3 separate regions of the Mus musculus genome follow, and regions 1 and 2 are each linked to region 3. A link is a contact called in public HiChIP or PLAC-seq and promoter capture Hi-C data. All regions are on one chromosome and are shown on one strand. The core of a region is the stretch at or near the end of the contact, and the rest is flanking DNA. Distances in the headings are between cores, read along the strand shown. Region 1 overlaps Zan (zonadhesin). Region 2 overlaps Zan (zonadhesin). Region 3 overlaps Tsc22d4 (TSC22 domain family, member 4).

Region 1 (3,258 bases), core at 436-2,935, 360 kb after region 3:
ACCTACATACCTGTCTAACAAGAGGATTGGGGTCTGGGTCCCAGCACTACGTGAGGTTACTCACAAACACCTAAAACTCAGCTCTAAGAGATTGCCGTGTCTTCTGGCCTCCATGGACAGTCATATGCATATACTTACATGGGCACGCACACACACACACACATACATAAATAGCCACCCTCAGATTTTCCTTCCTTCCATTTCCTGTGGCTTCTGCAGGCTGGCAAGACATGGCTCTCCACAGGCTGTATCCAGAGCTGTGCCTGCGTGGAAGGGACCATTCAGTGCCAGAATTTCCAGTGTCCCCCCGGAACGTACTGCAACCACAACAATAACTGTGCTAAAATACGTAAGAGAGTCATGGGGAAAGGTGGGGCTTATGGCTGGAGAGACCAGAGCAAAGCAACAAGGCGCTTCCTCTGAGCCCATAGTAGGGGTGGATTCTGTAGTACCACAGCCGCGTCTCTTCTGAGTGTTAGTCTCCCGATGGGTGGCTTCCCATATTCACTTGGGAGATTTCATTCTTTATACATTCTTCTAATACGTACTTGTCACGAGAGCCATGCTCAGCAAACAAATGTTTCTGGAACGAACAATAAAAGTGTGGCGGGGGAGCCCCAAGGCTTCCTTCATTTTCCCTAACCTGGCTCCTATAGACCTGGCCTGCCTCTCATCTTTTCCACTAACTATGCTTTTCCTGCCCCACAGCTCTGCAGTGCCCAGCTCACAGCCACTTCACCAGCTGCCTTCCCTCCTGTCCACCTTCCTGTGCCAACCTGGATGGCAGCTGTGAGCAGACCAGCCCCAAAGTCCCTTCCACCTGCAAGGAGGGCTGCCTCTGTCAACCTGGCTACTTCTTGAATAATGGCAAGTGTGTGCTCCAAACTCACTGCGACTGCAAAGATGCTGAGGGTGGCCTTGTTCCGGTGAGTGGGTGCGGGAAGCGGGGAAGATGGCTTGGTGACCAAGTGCTTGCTGTGCAAGGGCAAGGCTCCAAGTTTAAATCCCAGGTGCCCACATTAAGCTGGGCTTGGAATCCCCAGAAGCTGGCAAGGTGGCTGGCCAGGTGTTCACTGGGAAGACTAGCAACAATGAAACAAGAGACGAGGAGACCCCGTCTCAGTACAAGCTGGAGAAAGTGAGACCCAATCAACACTCTGACTGCTTCTCCTCTACTTAAACTGCTCTATCTCCTGGCTCTGTCTTCAGGTGGAGGCATGCAGGGCTCTGCATCCACCTAAGAGCTCTGCATTCAAGAATGGAACACACACACACACACACACACACACACACACACACACACACACACCAGATTATTTTTAATATGCCTTACCTAGCTCAATGGCTGGGCACTTCCAACCCTCTCCATCCTACCACCACCCCACCCCGTCCCCACAGCTAATACACTGCCCTTCAATATTCCTGAGTTAACCCTTTCTAAATCTATATTTTATCTTTACTGCCCCCCCCCCTGTTCCTTCTGGACAGCCCTCCCATGGGGCCGCTTTCCCTTTGCACCAATATTTTGGTCATCTCACCCCCCTGCTCTTTCATTACATGGTCCGTCCTATGCCCCTCTCATGGCGGACCTCAATTCTCTTCTCCTGCCTTTTGCCTTGGAATCCTTAAATTCCCTCCTCTCTCTCCCTTCCCAGCTATTGGCCAATGACAACTTTATTTCCCAATCAAAGCCAACTAGGGACAGGCTTCCTTTAACCTAAATGCAGAGTACATAATTAGCATAGGCACACAAGCTGCTACATAATTAATTTTTAAGTAAAGATTACGTTTTACAAAGCTAGGAGCCAAGGAATGGCTCCAAAAGGACACTTGCTCTCAAGCCTGAACACCCAAGTTTGATCAGCAAGACCCACATGGTGGAAGGAAAGAACTGGCTCACACAAGTTGTCCTCTGACCTCATGTGTCTTGGCTTGCGTCTCTGGCTGGCCCTTGAGTTTGAAACTTGGTCAGGGCCTGGCACTTGCTGGGCAAGAACTCTACAACTGAGCCATGTACCTGGCCTCTCAATAATGACTGTGCAAGTTAGCTGTGACTAAGCCTTGCTTAGAATCCCTTCTGAGCATTGTAGGCCTGTGTTCTACCACTGAGCCACGCCCAGCCCCTCACTGTGGGTATTCTAGGCAGGAGCTCTCCCACTGAGACATATTACTAGTCTCTCACTGGGGGATTCTACATGGATATTCTACCACGGAGCTAACTCATTTGCCCTAGATATAGTCTTTTTTTTTCAGTATTTTCCATCTCTAGCTGTTTGACTCAATTGTTGTAAAACCTGTAGACAGAGGGCAAATGCAACTACTTTCGACAGGAGGTGAGTCTGTCTCTCTAGGACACTCTCTTTTCCTGTGACTTCCACAGGCAGGCAAGACCTGGACCTCCAAGGACTGTACCCAGAGCTGTGCCTGCACAGGAGGGGCTGTTCAGTGCCAGAATTTCCAGTGTCCCTTGGGGACTTACTGCAAAGACAGTGGTGACGGCAGCAGCAACTGCACCAAAATCCATAAGGGAGCCATGGGGGACGGTGTGCTCATGGCTGGAGGGATCAGAGGTAGGGCATGAAGGAGCTTAGTCCTCTGATCTTGGAGGTTGGTGATAGGAGGTCCCACAGTGGAGAGGAATCCTGGACACCCTGCTCTGGGCTGGGCTGGGCCCTTTCCTACTTTAAATCTCCCATGGTTAGTCTCCCATGCTGACTTGAGAGAGACATCATTTTTAGTCTCCCACACTTACTAAAAATCAGTTTTCATACCTTCTTCCGCAGGGCTTGGCTAAAAAAGCCCACGCTCAGTAAATGTTCCCTAAATGAATAACAAAAGGAAAACAAGGCCTACAGTTCTGCTGCTCCTCTTGCTGTCTTCGCTTTCTCTAACCTCAGCTCTCTTGGGTCTCCTCATTAACTCTACCCTCTCTGCCCCCCACAGCTCTGCAGTGCCCAGCTCACAGCCACTTCACCAGCTGCCTTCCCTCCTGTCCACCTTCCTGCTCCAACCTGGATGGCAGCTGCGTGGAATCCAACTTCAAAGCCCCCTCGGTCTGCAAGAAGGGCTGTATCTGTCAACCCGGCTACTTGTTAAATAACGATAAGTGTGTGCTCCGAATTCAGTGTGGCTGCAAGGACACCCAAGGTGGCCTCATTCCCGTGAGTGGACTCGGAGAGTGGGGTTGGTGGGTGGCTGAGGAGATGGCTCACTGGCTAAAATGTTGCCTTGCAAGTGTGAGGGCCTGACTTTGAATCC
Region 2 (3,426 bases), core at 370-2,869, 330 kb after region 3:
TGTATGTATATATGTATGTATGTATGTATGTATGTGTGTATGTGTGTATGCATGCATGCATGCAAGTATGTATTATGTATGTATGTATTATGTATGTATGTATGTATGTATGTATGTATGTATGTATGTATGTATTTTTTAAATGGGTTTGGTGGCCACTTTCTAGTTTCCTCTGCTTCTCTCCAACCAGGATGTCATTTCTTGGTTGGTCAGGGCCTGCCATAGGATAGGTAGGCTGTCTGTGAGCTGCACCCCATGCCCTTTACTGGGGGATTCTAGACAGGTCTTTTACTCTAGTACCTGCCCTACCCTCACCTCCCACTCTGCCTATCAGTTGGGTCCTACTCTGGTGTTCTATGGCTGAGTTACATACCAGGCTTCCATTGGAAGATTCTAGGCCTCAGCTTTAACAGCCAGTCATTCCCTTCACTAGGGAGGCACTCCCACAGGAGGATTCCAGGCAAGCACTCTACCCACAGCCTCTGGTGCAGCATGTAGTCGTTTGCTTGCTTTAGTTCTTTTGAGAAAGGATCCCACTGTGTAGCTCTGGCTGACCTAGAACTTACAGAGATCCGCCTGCTTCTGCTTCCTGAGTGCCTGGACTGAAGGCATCGTGCCACCACATCCTGATAAGATGTAGAGGTTTCTTGTTCCCCCCGCTGCGGGTGATTGACACACTAGATGCTGAATCTACAAATAGGGAGGGCAGATCGAAGCCCTTCAGACCGTGGGCGTGTCTGTATCAATTGAACCAGCCTGTTCTTCCTCATTTTCTTTGTTTTCCCCGTGGCTTCTTCAGGCAGGCAAGAGCTGGACTTCCAGAGGCTGTTCCCAGAGCTGTGACTGCATGGAAGGGGTCATTCGATGCCAGAATTTCCAGTGTCCCTCGGGGACTTACTGCCAGGACATTGAGGATGGCACCAGCAACTGTGCCAATATCAGTAAGGGAGCCACCTGGGGGAAGACGGAGCGGGAATGCTCGTGACTAAAGGGCTCGGAGGCAGGATGAGAAGGTTAGCTCCCCAGGCCTTGGAGGTCAGTGATAGAGGGGAGAGATTCTGACCCATAACTCACTGGGTCCTTTCTCAGCATTTGTTTCTCCACGGTTAGTATCCCATGACGAACAGGGAGACCCATTTTATTACTTCATTCCTTGGAGCTTAGCATGCATCGCATGCTCAGTAAATGTTTACTGAATGAATAATACAAGGGAGAAAAAAAAAAAACTCAAAAGCTCTGTTGGCCTTCAGCCACACCTGGTTTCCATAGCTACTGTTTCCTGAGCCCCTCTAATCTTTTCCACTAACCCAGCTTTCCCTCTAACCCACAGCTCTGCAGTGCCCCGCCCACAGCAGCTTCACCAACTGCCTTCCACCCTGTCAGCCTTCCTGCTCGGACCCAGAAGGCCACTGTGGGGGCTCCACCACCAAAGCCCCCTCCGCCTGCCAGGAGGGCTGTGTCTGTGAACCTGACTATGTGGTGCTTAACAACAAGTGTGTGCCCAGAATTGAGTGTGGCTGCAAAGATGCCCAGGGTGTCCTCATCCCTGTGAGTGGGTGTGGAGAGTGGGATGGGGAATGGGGGGGTGCTGGGGTGATGACTCAGTGGGTGAGGTATATGCACCAAAAGAATGAGGACCTACGTTTGAATTTTTGCAATGCATGTGAACTGGCTGGGTGGCCTGTGCCTGTAATCCAGCGCTCCTACTGGGAGATGGGAGGCAGAAACAGGAGAATCCCTAGAAACTTGAGGGCTAGCTTGTGCTGTGTGCTCAGTGGAGAAGGCCAACAGCCAAAAGGGTGGGAGGGGGGAGGAGAAGGGGAGAGGGAGAGAGGGAGGGAGGGGGAGAGGGAGAGAGAGAGAGAGAGCACTGTGTCAATATGCAATTGAGGGTTTGGACCATCCTCTGACTTCTACACATACATGTGCTGTAGTTTCACACACATAAATGCACCTACTCGCACACAAAGATCATTTTGAAAAGTGCCATGAGGGCAACTTTCTTCCCTTCTGCCTTGTGCACATGGGATGCGCCTGTCTGTATGCATGGCTTCATGACTGCCTCTGGAGTGTGAGGGTTGATCAGGTTCTGGAACATACTAGCTGAGTGCTCTGTAGCTGAGCCTCCACAGGCAAATCATCTGTCGTCAGAAGCTATGTGAACTGCCCTGTGCCCCCAAACCACCAAGGGAAGATGGATACCACGGAGTTGCTCTGTAAGGGTTTTGATGGGAGCTTCTAGGCAGGTGCTCTACCAATCACACAGGTCTCACCCCCACCACCTCCAATTTTCCATCAATAATTGGTTGACTGACTAGATGTGAAACGTGCAGATATGAAGGGCAAAGGTCAGCACTTCAGAGAGATGAGGCTGTGGCCCTCTAACCAGACTTCCTGCTCCTGTTCCATTTTTTAACTCCCGTGGCTTTTGTAGGCAGACAAGATCTGGATCAACAAAGGCTGCACACAAACCTGTGCCTGTGTGACAGGGACCATCCACTGCAGGGACTTCCAGTGTCCCTCAGGGACCTACTGCAAGGACATCAAGGATGACACCAGTAACTGCACTGAAATCAGTAAGAGGACCACAGGAACGGTGGGGGGCTGTTCATGACTGGAAAAATTAGGGGCACGGCCAGAGGGAGCTTAGTCCCCTGGGCCTGAGAGGTCAGGGGTAGGAGGTAACACAGTGAGGAGAGATTCGGGGGACCAATTTTTGGGCTGGGTACTTTCTTAGACTTGGTTTCCTCATGGTTACCACCCCATAATAACTCAGAAGACCCATTCTCATTACTTCCTTTCCTAGGGGATTGGCACACAGCCTGTGGTCAGTAAATATTTTGGGGGGGGGACCCAAAAACCTACCTTCAAGTTTTCTTGAACATTCTAGCTTCTCCTGTTTCTATAGCGTGTGCTTCTTTAAGCCCCCTCTGGGCCTCTCCACTTACCCCACTCTCTCTTTCCCCTATAGCTCTGCAGTGCCCGGACCACAGCCTCTACACCCACTGCCTTCCCTCCTGCCTGCCTTCCTGCTCTGACCCAGATGGCCTCTGTAGAGGCACCAGCCCCGAAGCCCCCTCCACCTGCAAGGAGGGCTGCGTTTGTGAACCTGACTATGTGCTGAGTAACGACAAGTGTGTGCTCAGAATTGAGTGTGGCTGCAAAGATGCTCAGGGTGTTCTCATCCCGGTGAGTGGGCGTGGAGAGTGGGGTTGGTGGGGGCTGGGAAATGGCTCAGTGTGAAAACATTTGCTCTGGAAGTATGGGACCCTGAGTTTGAATTCCTACAACCCGTGTAAACCACGGCAGTCTGCCTCTAATTCCACAGGCTCCTATTGGGATTTGGGGAACAGGGACGGGAGAACCCCCAGAAACTTAAGGGCTAGATACTCCTGTGTGGGCAGCAGTGAAGAACAGGAAAGGGGC
Region 3 (3,572 bases), core at 795-3,294:
AAAACTGATTCCCAAAAGTTGTCTGTGTGTTCCCCTATACATAATAGTAATAGAAACAAAACACAGGGGAGGGGGAGGAGACCCCACAGTAAAGACATCGATGTGACTTTCCACCACCTACAGTCCTTCCCCACTCATCTTAAAGCCTCCCACCCCCCCTGTTTTGTCTTGAGCTAAAAGAGGCCAAAAATGAGAAACAAGATAAGGTCAGGGTCGCTTACAGCCCAGACAACACGAACCACAACTCCTATCTCACAGCCATCTTATATCCGTAAAACTCACCCAACTGGGCACCTTTCGCCAAATTTGCCTGATCCATCTCAAGAACCTCATGACCATGGCAATCTCTCTTGACACCACAAGTCCAAAGTTTGGCACAAAGCGAGCATTTGAGGCGTAGGAGGGGAAAGGCTATGAGCCAGTGCCACCACCAGAGAGGACTATGGGTACTGCGACGCTTCAAGCACAGTATCGAAGGAAGAAATACGAAATCCAAAAGGGGCGTACCCCCCAATGACTCATGACAGGCCCTTCCTCCCCTCCCTGGGACAGGGAGAGGAGTCAAGTAGATGAGAACTTAGAGTGAGGGAGTGTTCTAGATCATTGTGAGAGCTGTCTGGCCCCAACCCCCCGAGGACCTTCCAAGACCTCAGAGCCAATCATTGATGGCCTTGTCTCTTCTGGCCCAAGAACCGAGATAATAAAATCAACGTTGATCAAGAGCCCAGAAACTCTTTAAGCGTTCTCTGTGGATTTTGCTAGATAATTTTTACAACAGTACTTCAAGGTAAGTGTTTGGAGAGTGGATACAGGATTTGTAAAAACTGGATTTGAGGGGACTGGAGAGATGGCTCAGCCATTAAGGGCGTTTGCTGCTTTTTCCAAAGGACCAGGGTTCTAGCCCTAGCATCCACACGGTAGTTTACCACCTATAACTCCTGTTCTAGGGGATCCAACGCAATGAGGACTTGCATTTGGGTCCTCAGCACCCTACACCCCAACTCTCCAATGCTGCATGTCTGTAATTCTAGTGGGGAAGCCGAGACTGAAGGATCCCTGGGGCTTGCTGGCCAGTCAGTCTTAGCTCCATCCGTGAACACTAGGTCTACTGAGAGTCTGTCTCAGGGCTCTCAGAGGCAGATGGCCAGCCTGGTCTACAGGGAAAGTTCCTGGACAGCCAGGGCTACCCAGGGAAACAGCATCTCAAAAAAGAAAACCAACAAAAACTGTGAAAAGCAATCAAAGAAGACACCAAGTAGCTTCTGGTCTCTCCACACATGCATACACACACTGACAGGCATGTGAACACAGATACAGACCAAAGTCAGTCTTGGCTCCATAGTGAGTTCAAGACCATCATGGGCTAAATGATACCCTCTAGCTAGACAACTGAAGACTAAGGCCACGAGACCGTGGGTAAGGAGGAGGTGCTGATTACACAAGCCTCGGTTGGGAGTCAGGGCCACCCCACAGATACAGTAACAAACATTTACAATACCAGAGGTCCTAACAGGGAATGAGAGGCCAAGATAAAAGGATGGCTAGCTGGGCATCCTTAGTAAGGACAGACCCTGTCTCAGAGAAGGTGAAAGGTGAAGAGTGACACCCAGGTTTATCCTCTGGTCTCTCCATGTGGGCAATAGCACAGAGTGAACACTCGAATCACACAACAATGAACCAGGGCCAGCATACTGGTGAACGCCTGTCATCCCGGCACATAGGAGGATCAGGCCTCCGGCACCATTCTCAACTATATAGTAAGTCTGAAGCCAGGCTGGGCTACATGACACCGTTTTAACCACCACACCCTGACCCCAAAAGAAAAGACGGGGTCCAATCTGGTTGGTCGGGCCACCAAAGACTTAAAACTCTGCTAAGGCTTCCTCTCTGATCCCCAGAGACAAGACTTTCTCCTTCAAGGCTCTTAGTGCTGTTCCCTTTGCCCCCACTAGGTGGGGCCCTTCTTGGCTGCCTCAGTCGGTCTGGGAGAGAAGGAGGAGCTTGCTCACCCACTGGGCCTAGTCCTCATCCAGCCAGGGGTGGGGTAGAAGCAGAGGCAGCCTGCCAGGCCTGGCAAGGGCACCATGTGCCCTAAGAGCCTGGCCCACACCCAGCCTTAAGACAAGGGGCCCATTCAGGGCTCCTTGCCTGTCTCCAAGCAGCCACCCGGATCCAGCCCACAAGAGAGGACACACTGGGAAGCTGGAGGTGGATCCTGACACTCACCAAAGACTTCATTGTTATGGCCTCCCCTCACAGGGCCAACCACCAGCACGTGGGTAGACACCGCCCCCTACCTCTTTCCTTAGGCCAGCCTGCTAGGCCTTTCCAGGGACCAAGACCATTCCCAAGCCATTTTCTGGCATCTTCTCCAGGGTGGACCTGGGATCTTGTGTGTGTGTGTGTGTGTGTGTGTGTGTGTGTGTGTGTGTGTGTGTGTTTGTGTGCGCGAGGGCGTGCGTTGGGGACAGCATAACTACATACATAGCTAGACGCAGCAACAGCACACCAACCTCCATATTCAAGTTTCTTCAGATTTTTTTTTTAATTATAATTATTATTTTAACAACAACCTGAATCCGAGAAGTTGAAGATACTGTCCATACACCCTCCCTTGGCAGAGGAGAGGGGGCACTTGAAGAGAACGGGGTGAGGCCTGCCAGGGAACCTCCAAATCTTTCCAGGCCACCTATTGCTGAGGGGCTCCCCAGAACACTGATACCCGGGGTAGGAGGCAGGGCTGGGTTCTTCCACGGACGAGGGGCTTCAGATAAATACCCTCTCCCGAGCTGTTTCTCTTCCGGCAAGGCCTGAGGACTCTGGGGAGACCGAGCGGGATGGGACAGGCCAATATTGAGCCTTCAACTCCCATCCCTGGGCACTGGAGTTGGGCATGGGCATTAAAGCTACATAGGAAGAGGGGGCAGGCTGCCGGCACAAGGCGCAACAGCCAGTGGCAGCCCCCCAAAGGCACATTGTGAGGGAAAGAAGGCTCAGATGGAGGGCCCATTGGGTGCAGAGGGCCCGAGCCTGGGGAGCCCCGAGGATGGCAGCTGGGCCAGCTGCTCCGGGCTGGCCAGGGCGCGCAGCAATCCATTCTCCTGCTCCAATGCAGCGTTCCGCTCTGCCAGGTCTCGGATCTGCTCCTTCAGCACCTCCACCTCTTCTCGCACGGCAAACATGAGGTGGGACTTCACCAAGTCCTGGACCCCAGGGACAAACAAAACCATCAGGTCCTCCCCCCACCCCACCCCCAGGCCACTTCCAACTGCAGCGCCTAACCCAGGTGCCTCAAGGAAGCAGTTAGATACCCCTCCCCCTCTGCCCCAAGGAGGGGACAGAAGCTAAAGAGGCTAAAGGAGACACAGGGCAGCAGTCGGTCAAAAAAGGAGACACAAGACTCAGACAGGGATGGAGGTTGAGGGAAGCCAAGGTGGAAGTAGAAAAGGAATGGTTTGTATTCCCAAGTCATGGGAGAGGAGAGATGCTAGAGAGACAGCTAAGGGGCCTCCTGGGACCAAAACATCTTTTTCTTACCATGGCTTGTTCAATCTTGTTGTCAATGCCAACCA

What was found. HiChIP or PLAC-seq counts read pairs in DNA pulled down with a chosen protein or histone mark. Capture Hi-C pulls out chosen DNA fragments and counts their contacts.
Region 1: a promoter capture Hi-C map of adipose tissue shows a contact between it and region 3. The contact joins two enhancer-like sites. A contact is called at or near these places in 1 of 39 promoter capture datasets (liver), 1 of 115 datasets of contacts at active chromatin or transcription factors (pancreatic cancer cells) and 2 of 9 other capture datasets (adipose tissue and pancreatic islet).
Region 2: a contact with region 3 is called in a FOXA1 HiChIP or PLAC-seq map of pancreatic cancer cells. The contact joins two enhancer-like sites. A contact is called at or near these places in 2 of 115 datasets of contacts at active chromatin or transcription factors (embryonic stem cells and pancreatic cancer cells) and 1 of 9 other capture datasets (pancreatic islet).

What each region holds. Positions count from the first base shown.
Region 1 is chr5:137,402,933-137,406,190 of GRCm38.p6, reverse strand. It overlaps Zan (zonadhesin), which reads left to right. Exons shown (of 88, transcript NM_011741.2): 61 at 220-349; 62 at 709-926; 63 at 2,381-2,570; 64 at 2,944-3,161. Among named protein-coding and RNA genes, the nearest start is that of Ephb4, 54 kb to the right of the region's middle. Within about 2 kb of position 1,685, at least 6 of the 459 cell types and tissues checked have an H3K27ac peak or open chromatin away from gene starts, as enhancers often do. A contact at or near this core is called in adipose tissue, where this site is marked.
Region 2 is chr5:137,423,679-137,427,104 of GRCm38.p6, reverse strand. Zan (zonadhesin) reads left to right here. Exons shown (of 88, transcript NM_011741.2): 39 at 800-941; 40 at 1,331-1,548; 41 at 2,435-2,576; 42 at 2,972-3,189. Among named protein-coding and RNA genes, the nearest start is that of Zan, 52 kb to the left of the region's middle. Within about 2 kb of position 1,619, at least 42 of the 459 cell types and tissues checked have an H3K27ac peak or open chromatin away from gene starts, as enhancers often do. A contact at or near this core is called in pancreatic cancer cells, where this site is marked.
Region 3 is chr5:137,758,698-137,762,269 of GRCm38.p6, reverse strand. It overlaps Tsc22d4 (TSC22 domain family, member 4), which reads right to left. Exons shown (of 5, transcript NM_023910.6): 4 at 3,538-3,572; 5 at 2,523-3,203. The coding sequence ends at 2,994. Among named protein-coding and RNA genes, the nearest start is that of Tsc22d4, 15 kb to the right of the region's middle. Within about 2 kb of position 2,044, at least 180 of the 459 cell types and tissues checked have an H3K27ac peak or open chromatin away from gene starts, as enhancers often do. A contact at or near this core is called in adipose tissue and pancreatic cancer cells, where this site is marked.